2 separate regions of the Cricetulus griseus genome follow, and region 1 is linked to region 2. Evidence: chromatin contacts called from public Hi-C data. All regions are on one chromosome and are shown on one strand. The core of a region is the stretch at or near the end of the contact, and the rest is flanking DNA. Distances in the headings are between cores, read along the strand shown. Region 1 has its middle 11 kb from the start of Ccdc83. Region 2 holds the start of Ccdc89 (coiled-coil domain-containing protein 89).

The links. A called contact is a pair of places that touch in the nucleus more often than the background predicts.
Region 1: a contact with region 2 is called in a Hi-C map of liver, with 6 times the contacts expected there. The contact joins the enhancer-like site here to the promoter of Ccdc89 in region 2. A contact is called at or near these places in 3 of 8 Hi-C or Micro-C datasets (the CHO-K1 cell line, fibroblasts and liver).

The regions. Positions count from the first base shown.
Region 1 is chr3:108,813,182-108,817,835 of CriGri-PICRH-1.0, reverse strand. No RefSeq gene overlaps it. Among named protein-coding and RNA genes, the nearest start is that of Ccdc83, 11 kb to the left of the region's middle. Within about 2 kb of position 2,730, at least 1 of the 6 cell types and tissues checked has open chromatin away from gene starts, as enhancers often do. A contact at or near this core is called in fibroblasts, where this site is marked.
Region 2 is chr3:108,672,538-108,677,413 of CriGri-PICRH-1.0, reverse strand. It overlaps Ccdc89 (coiled-coil domain-containing protein 89), which reads left to right and starts at 1,466. Exons shown (of 1, transcript XM_027407947.2): 1 at 1,466-2,578. The coding sequence starts at 1,466. The coding sequence ends at 2,578.

The DNA of each region.
Region 1 (4,654 bases), core at 1,481-3,980, 140 kb before region 2:
ATAAAAACCATTTGCCCAGATTCCTCATTTGACCTTGTTTTTTTGCTAGGCTTGCCATGTTGAAAGATGTACAAGTTGAGGTAGGAAACAGATGTGTGGGAGAAAAAGCCAGATATGCTGTTTTTTGGCAAGAACAATTATTAAACATCTTAATACATCTAAAAACAACACACAGTCTTTTGACAACATAAAATTTTAGGAATCATGTGTGTATTCTCTCAGGATTAATTTTTTTTTTTATGTGTATGGCTGTTTTGGCCTGGCTGCATGTTCGAGCACCATGTACACGCCTGGTGCCCACATTGTCCAGAAGAGGGCATTGGATTCCCTGGGACTGGAGTTCCAGACTGTTGTAGGCTTCCACATGGGTATTGGACATTGAATCCGGGTCTTAACCACAAGCTTCCTCTCCAGCCCCTGGCTGTCCCTTTCTGGAACTTTGCCTTCCTCACTTGCTTGCAGCAGGCAGCCATAATGCTGGAGTGGCTTGGAGCAAGGCTTACTTACTTTTGGAATGTTGCCCATCTCTCCCTCTGCACAATCAGGTGTCATGTTACTATCTGTGAATTCTGAAGCTCTTCCTGTTTCTTCATTTGGAATAGAGTCCACTTTTTTTCCTTATCAAGAATCTTTTTGTTTGTTTGCTCTTCGAGATGATTTCTCTGTGTATACCTGGTTGTCCTGGAGCTCATTCTGTAGACCAGGCTGGCCTCGAACTCATAGATATAGACTTGCCTTTGCTTCCCGAGTGCTGGTTTTAAAGGCGTGCACCACCACCTCCCGGCTATCAAGAATCTTTTACTTTACTTCATAATGTGGAGTTAGCTTCTAAACGACCACTTTACCAACAAGTGCCCCACTATGACCATTTTGGAAAGCAATATGATAGTCCTTTATGATGACAAATGTAGTGTATGGAACAGTGATGTCACTTCTACATATTTTCTTAGGGGAAAATAGAAATAAGAATTCTTATCAGTTTCATTTCTAATAACCTAAATCTGGAAACAAGTCAGATATTCATCTGTAGGAAACTATATAAACAAACAGTGCACACCCACATAGTAGAAAACCACACAGCAAAGAAAGCGGAGCAAACTAAACTATCAACACTTGCAATAATAGGAACAACCCTAAACGTTTGTCTAAGTGAAGAATCCAAGTAAGATGCAAAGTATCATATGAAAGTCCAGAAATGCCTGCAAGCCAACCAGTGATTGCCTAGCACTGATGATGGGGAGTATGCTAGTTACCTTTTTGTGGCTGTGATAAAAAACCATGATCAAAGCAGATTGTGGAAGAAGGTTTATTTGAGCTCACAGTTCCAGAGGGTTAGAGTCCATGATGGTGGAATGGAGGCATGGCAGCAGGAGCAGGAAGCTGAGGGCTCACATTTTGAACCACAAGAACAAAGCAGAGAAAGCAAACTTGAAATGGTAAATCTCACCTCCAGTGATACACTTCCTTTTACAAGGCCACACCTCCTAAACCTCCCAAACAGCCTGATTAGTTGAGGACCAATTATTCAAATGCCCAAGATTACAGGGACATTTTTTCTGTGGGTAAGGGGATTGAATATAGCAGGGGGGCAGGTGAGCACTATTATGAATGAAAGGAATTCTCTATAATTTGATCGTATACTTTTGTTAAAGTCAATTTGGTGTGTGTGTGTGTGTGTGTGTGTGTGTGTGTGTGTGTGTGTGTGTATCTTATTGTACTCAAACTATACTTTAGTAAGTTTAATTTTGACAAACTAGCGTCAAATTCTTTGACCAATCCCATCAGGAAATGGGCCTTCTATTCTTCCTCCCTGATTCTGGTTGTTTTACAGTTGCTTTTACCGAAAAGTCCACGGCAGGATGGTTCTTCATCAATTCTGAGACCTGGTCATGGAAGATGATGCCGATTGTTCTGATTCTTTTGGGATACTTGTTCTGGAGAGAGTAAACTTTCACACAATGCTGTCTCTTATGGGATAGCCTTGTCAGAAAGTCCACATACAGGCACTGTGGATAATCATTCCATGGTCTTTCTGTGGGCTAGAAGCCACTTTCCAGCCCACAGAATGCCAGACACATGAGTGAAGTCATACTGGATCCTCCCCTCCAGCCTACTCATCAGCTAGGTGTTGCTGAAGTGATCTCAGCTTGTGCCATAAGAGCTCACCAGTTAGGAACTATTGGATCAAGAAGATGTAATAAGTCATTGTTTTAAACCATTTGGTTTTAATAGTGTATTAGTTACCCATTACTGTAGAAAACCACTCTGAACACAGTGATTCATTTATTACCTCACAGTTTCTGTGAATGAGAGTCTAGGAGCAGTTCAAGCTCATGGGGTCAGATATTGGGCAGTGTCTGCATTTGCCAGGCGGGTGCTTTGGGTCTAGGTGGAAAACACAAGAATAAAGTTTCAGCATGGTTAGAGAACTCTAGAAAACAGAGAGAAGTAAGCAGACTACTTTGGGAAACCTGTCTCAAGGGCTGGGAGTAAGCCTAGAGGAAATGAAATTCAGTTTGGGGTGCTGGTTGGAGGGTATGGGGCAGAGTGTGGCAGATACCCAGAGGCGAGGATGATGGGCCTCTAGTGAAGCTAAAGGTATCTACTATGGTGAGATAATAGGATTCCAGAGATGAGAGGGGAGTGAAGTGGGATGGTGGAGAGGCAAGCAGGAACACATCACACTGGGTCCTGTAAGTCACGCCTAGAGAACTTGTGGTGATGACAGAACACTAGCTGGTGTAGAGAAGGGTGGGAAGGTCAGGGTGAGGCTGGATTCCAGGATGAACCTCACTAACCACAGTTCCAATATTTATTTGCCAAAGGGCCTCTCATTTGGATCCAGTTTCTGATCCAAGGAGTATGTCTCATGCAGGCGCTGCTCCTTGAAGGGTTGCAGTGCCTGGAAAAAACTATGACTTCATCTCTCTGGCCCCACCTGGGAGATTGCCTAATGTCCTAAGGCTTCTGTGTCTCAGGTGAGATGCCCACCCCCACACTGGGAAGTGGTGTGTGAAACTGTGTTCTCATCACAACATCAGCACACATGTTAAAAGAATTAGGATGTATTAATAGCTCTACCTCATATCTGGGGAATGATGCAGAAGCAATTATAACCCTTGTCTTTTAAGAACTGAATGTGTTTGCAGGCAGGAGCACAAAAAGGCATTTTCAGAATGCCTGCCCATATTAGCAAACCCGGTGTAGTGCATTACATTTTGAAATAAGAGAAAAGGGGGGTTGTGGATTGCTCCGTCTACTTCATGTGGGTTTGAGTACATGTTTTACCTTTTACGCAACATTCTAGCTGAGAAGACCACAGCCGAAGAGCCATATTATATGTGTGTGGCTCCATCAAAATGAGATGCCCAGAAATGGCAACTCTATGTAGACTTCAGCTGTTGGACCTCCAGCAGGGTGACTGCATGGAAAGAAGGGAGAGAAGCCACCCAGACAAATCCAAGAGCAACAGGGAAGGTGAAACAAGGCTTTTTGGGTCCTGAGGTTGGAAGGTTCTTCTTTGGCTCAGCTCCTCCATCAGTGGGGGATGGCCTTTATTGTGAAGCAGGCATGTCAAGGGGATACCCCCATATTGGCATGGCCCACAGTGCAAAGACTAGCTCATGCATAGATTGAGTTCACTAAGGAGTTCCTTACAGAGTGGTGGGTGACTATTGGCAGGCTGAATTTCTCCAATGTGGCTGCTCTCCCTGCCCCACTCACCAAGTTCCCATTTTATATAGACGATGTGATGTAAACCCTGAGTCTGGGTCACAACCTAGCATGAAAACAGTAATGGTAGGTAGAGACAGACATGGTATAAGCTTAGACACAACCAGACTCTGGGAAAACTATGCTCACTCCATCCTTGACTGTGCTAGGATTCTGCTGGCCTTGCCAAACCAGAGAGGCATGGGCTATTTTATTGCATGTATTAGAGAACAGCTAAATGGCTTGCTGCACGCTGGAGTTACTCTGGCTAGGATGTGGAGAAAAGGCTTCATCAGCTAGGCTCCATCTTTATTGCCTCCTCTTTAGGACTGGTCCCAGCCTCTGACTTGACTGACTCGGAGATCTGACTTCTTTTCCCACTTAGTTTTCTTGAATCCAGTTGTCTCCACATTGTGCCAGAGACTCCATCCTTTTTTAAGTGGCTTCCTACCAAGCCTGTAGCAAAGGGTTCCTGATTGTGATTGGTCAGCTTTCAGGCATCAAACCCCTTCAGGGCCATGAAAAGTCACCCTGGCCTGGGCTGCTGTTACTGACTGGCTTCTCCTAGAGGTGTATCCTCAAGTTGGGGTTTGTGAGCAAGTAGTTTTTTTGGGAGGTACTCTCAAAAAGTTAGGAGAATGGGGAAATGAGAAAGAGACTTGAGAGTTTGTGGATGAACAAGTTATCTAGAGATGGGATAATGGGGGTTTGGTTTCACTGGGACTCTGGGACACATCTCAGTGGGCTGGGCAGCTAGCTCCCACTGTCATTAGCTGGAGGCTGCTACTCAGGGCTCTTGCAGTGCAACACTTAGAACTTGCAGGGTCAGCTATACCCTTGTATCCTGTGGGCCAGGGAGGTCTGAATTTGGTACTGTCAAAAGTAGTTGCTAGAAGGATCCCTTGGTTTGCATGGTGAATGCAAACAGTTCTCAAAATGTACC
Region 2 (4,876 bases), core at 217-2,716:
CATTTATAGACAAGAAATTACTGATCTAGAAAATAATCTCTAATATTTGAGACCAAAGGGAACATCTCAACCCCTTGGCCATGTTTTGTTCCCAGTGAGAGCTGAGGTATTTAAACATCCCTCCAACAGTTACAAGGACAGGTAGACTTCTTTGTCACCATATAGGTATAGATGAAGTCTAACTCACCAACACAGTCATTCATTACATAAAGAGCCAACTATTTCTCTCTCCCTAAGTTTCACAAACCTAATTTTATTTTGAACATCAAATTTTGTATCCATCTTCAGTTATCTTTCTAACATAAATATTTCCTGTGCCATGAAAATTTTCCTTTATACATGATGATGCTCAATAGCTGCTGCTTTGGGGTATTTAGGTTCAAGCTTTTTAATATAAGGCTGACAGCAAAAGCTATGCACAAAACATTTTCTTTCAGATGATTGTCAAAGAGCTCCTGACAAGGGCAATTTCGAGTTTACAATGTAGCTGAAGTACTTTTAGTTAGCATAGATACTCTCAACTGCCTTTCACCAATAATGTATAGAAGGATTCCTTCATCATCCCCTTATAAGTCCTGGGTAGTCATAAATGATAAGGAGAATTTGTTTTTTTTTTCTTTTACTGATTTTGGTGGATGAAATACTGTCTAATTTTCACTTGCATTTGTTGGTTCATTTGTGAGGTTCTGTTTTCAGCTGTTTGACTTAGATTATAATTGTCCATTTCTCTTTTAACACAATGCTCTAATAATCCCTTTAAGCTTTGTATAAAAATGTTAGTCTTATCTGACAAGCTAATTTTCCCCCCATTGGCCTCTGATCAGCGTATTTATCGCCTTCTCTCCAGTGTGTGAGGCACAAGTGTAATTATTATGTTTTTTTCTTTGCTGATTTGATTAGATATGTATTGTTCATTGTGTCTCCTTCCGTAAATATATCTTCCCAGCAGATAAAAACAGGAGTGCTGAGGTTGCCGTGGGTATCCATTGAGGACATAAGGACAGCATCAAAGTAACACTAATCTCATTTACAACAACTGAGCTAAGCACTTGGTTCAGACTCTTTGTATGCACTCACAGCAACTACATTTCTACACACAACAGTTTCTTTTCAGGACAAAGAGGAGGAATGGGTCTTTGTAAGTTTACTCTGTTTACTCTTATCAGAAATCCTGTGGAGTAGGTTCCACGCTGACTCTGTGGTTGGCTTCTCGGGCTGCACAGGCTGGACAGTGGCAGTGAGCCAAGAGCTGTGATTGGTTAAAAACAAAAAAGGAAGGTGTAGCCTGACCAGATTGGCTCTGAACGCCCCCTATTACCTCACTACATTCTGAAGGCCTGCCCACCAATTACAGGACTCCTTACTAGAAAAACCAACTGCTGGAGCGTGCCAAGAGTCCATAGCAACGCCCTTTTGAAACAGAGGGGGAAAGGCAGGCTTAAATCAGCTCTCAGGCCGAGCGTCTATGCCTCAGGACGAGCAGACGCTTAGGATGGATAACCCAACTCCTGATGAGTCCCTAGGAAAGCAAAACGAAAACTTGCAAAACCAGGATGAGGAATTGGGATTTAAGGAAATGGATGGTCTGAGAGAAGCTTTGGCCAACCTTAGGGGACTTTCTGAGGAAGAGAAGGGCGAGAAGGCAATGCTCCGCTCCCGCATCCAAGAGCAATCCCAGCTCATCTGCATCCTGAAACGCAGATCCGATGAGGCTCTGGAACGCTGCCAGATCCTGGAACTGCTCAACAATGAGCTGGAGGAGAAGAGGATGCAGGAGATAGAGAAGATGAAGGTCCAGAGTGATCACGTCCAAAAGCTGGAGGATCGCTTTATGACCCTGGCAGCCAACCACGAGATGATGATCCGCTTCAAGGACGAGCACAAGAATGCAAACCTCAAGCTGAAGGAGGAAAATGAGAAGCTGAAGCAGGAGAATAGCAACCTCTTCAGTCAGGCTCTGAAAGACCAGGAGGCCAAGATACTGCAACTCACTGCAAACAACAAGGCCCTGGTGGAGGAACTGGAGGTCTTGAAACTGAGGTGTGCACACGATACCAGCCAGGCTCAGGCCCGAGAGAAGGAGCTGCTGGGTCTGCAGACCCAGCAGGCCTGTGCTCATGCCAAGGAGACAGAGCAGCTGCTCAGCCAGCTTCAGAGCCTCAAGCAGCTACACCGGCAGGCCACCAACAAGATGGCGAAGGACCAGGAGGAGCATAGCAGCCTGAGCCAGGATCTACAGACCAGGCTGCAGACTGTCACACGTGAGAAAGAGGAGCTGCTGCAGCTGTCCATGGAGAGGGGCAAGGTGCTCCAGAACAAACAGGCGGAGATCCGCCAGCTTGAGGAGAAGTTGGAGACAGCAGCCATGGCCAAGAAGCATGCACTGGAACGCTTCGAGCAGGAGGCAGTGGCCGTTGATAGCAACTTGAGAGTCCGCGAGCTTCAGCGCAGGGTAGATGGGATCCAAAAGGCTTATGATGAGCTGCGTCTTCAATCGGAAGCCTTCAAAAAGCACAGCCTGGATCTTTTAAGCAAGGAGAGAGAACTTAATGCTAAACTCCGCCATCTCTTTCCATAAGGGAAATTCAGCTTCCTGTTGCCTCCAGTAAATACTTCAGATATTTGTGCCTTAGCATCATGGCAAAAGCAAAGTTAATTCATTTACTATACTTTTAAGTACAAAACCACTCTCCTATGACGTTGTTGTTGTTACTGTTGTAAAATTAATATTAATGTTCAGTTCTACCACCTAGAATGTATTTAAGATTAACCAGAGTCCCCGCTGTGGCTTTGAAATTTTCTTAAGATTATCTGTATCTTCTACCTTATAACTTACTCATCTCCAACCTCAGATATCTTCCTATAGCTTCAGATTTATGATTTCAAGGATCCTAAAATGAACATGCTGTCTTGAAAAAAGGAAAACATAGCCCCATTAGCCATTGCAGAGAGTTAAGCTTACCGTGGTTATCACTGTAGCTGAGCAGCCTGATTCCCAGCAAAGAGTGTGATTTGATCTGGTTTTGCTTTTACTTGGAAAGCCAACAGTTTGATTACTCACTTGTTTAACCAAAGTATAAAAGCCAGCTCTGTTACACTCATTCTATTGAATATTCTATTAATATTCAATTTGGTTAAGTCAATCAATTTTAGTATTTCCAGCACGTTTAACTCACTTCCACTTTCTTGGTTTTCTTTTTAGTGACAGATAAGATTTAGATGTGTTGTAAGATTTAGATGTGTTGTATTGACATTCTCAATTGTTTCTTTTTTTATTGTGCAATGTGCTAGTAGGCAAAAGTACCTCAATTTAGGGTAAGCAGTCATAGCAGATTGGGTTTGTTTTTACAGTAACTTATATATTGTTTTCTGCTTCTGTCAATACATTCTCTTGTAATTAAACTTGCATTTTAAAGGTCTAAGCTGAATGTGTATATATACATATGTATACACTTATGGATTTTGTAGGAATAATTTATTTTTGTAGAAATAGTTACTTAACATGACAGTTAAATGTAAAGTTCTCAAAGTAAAGTCTTCAAGTTAATTACCAACATATAATTTATTTCCTTATTTCTCCTATACTTAATCATTTTATATATGCAATTATGAATACCTGTAAGATAGATAATAGTATAGTAAATTTCCCCATTCATTTGGTGACAAGAACACCAACAGCTACATAGTGAGTTTTATATACTTAAAAGCTAGTACTTACGGCTTTCTTTTTGCTTGTTTTTGTTTGGTTTTGTTTTTTGAGACAGAGAAACTTAGCCCAGGTTGCCCTTGAATTCACCATGTAGCCAATGTCACCACATAAATGAGGACAGAAGAATGGGAATATGTGATTGTTGTGTATCAAAGATTTTCCTTAAATTTTCTTTTTGTAAGTTTTGTGTTCCAGTGCTTTGTCTGCATGTACGTATGCACCATATGTCCAAAGGGGGTTAGAAGGCATTGTCAGATTCTCTGGAACTAGAGTCATGGATTGTTGTGAGCCACCATGTAGGTGTTGGGAATTGAACCAGAGTCCTTAGCAAGAGCAACCAGTGCTCTTAACCACGCTCCATCCCTCATTGTGTTAACCACTTTTAATTTCACCCTAGGACAAGTCAAGAGAGGATGCATTGTCAGTATTTTGTAGATGGAACAGTGAGACTCTAGAGGGTGTGGCTTTTATAAAGCCATAAAGCTCTAGAGAGGCAGAGGGAGATCTAAACTGAAGGCTTTTGGGCAGGGTGCCATGGGACTCCCTGACTTGCTTTAACCCTTATTATCACTGTCATGTAATTAATGTGTGAACAAAGGGTGCCACGCTTCTATAGTCATGTGCAGGCATTGCCAATTAAGTGAGCAAGTCTGCTTTCAGGCTCTAAAATCCATGCTTCTACCCAGTATATAAACTACCTTTGAAACACCACATACATACACACACACACACACACACACACACACACACACACACACACACAGGAGAGGGAGGTGTTATTCCCTGTGTGCCCATCACTTTGTATTTAATCTCGGACCATTCAAGAATGAGCAATCAGCAAAGAGTGCACTACTCTATAAAGTAATATCTATCATTGAAACATTTTTCCAATTTCAATTGTCTTTAGAGGGAAATTTTTTTAATCAAAACAGTAATGAAACTAGTCTAAAGCAGACCTAATCTTCACACCCATGAGCAGTAACCCTAAAATGAATGGCAGCAGAATGGAAACCCTAAAATTAAATGGTTTGTCTGCTTCATTGCAAAACTAAGCATGACCTCTAGAAGAATTCAGAATTGTAAGTCTTTGGTATACCCTGAAGGAACAAGTCTAGTTCTAAAGATTTATGAGAATTTGCAAACAGAAACATTGATGGACAGGTGAAC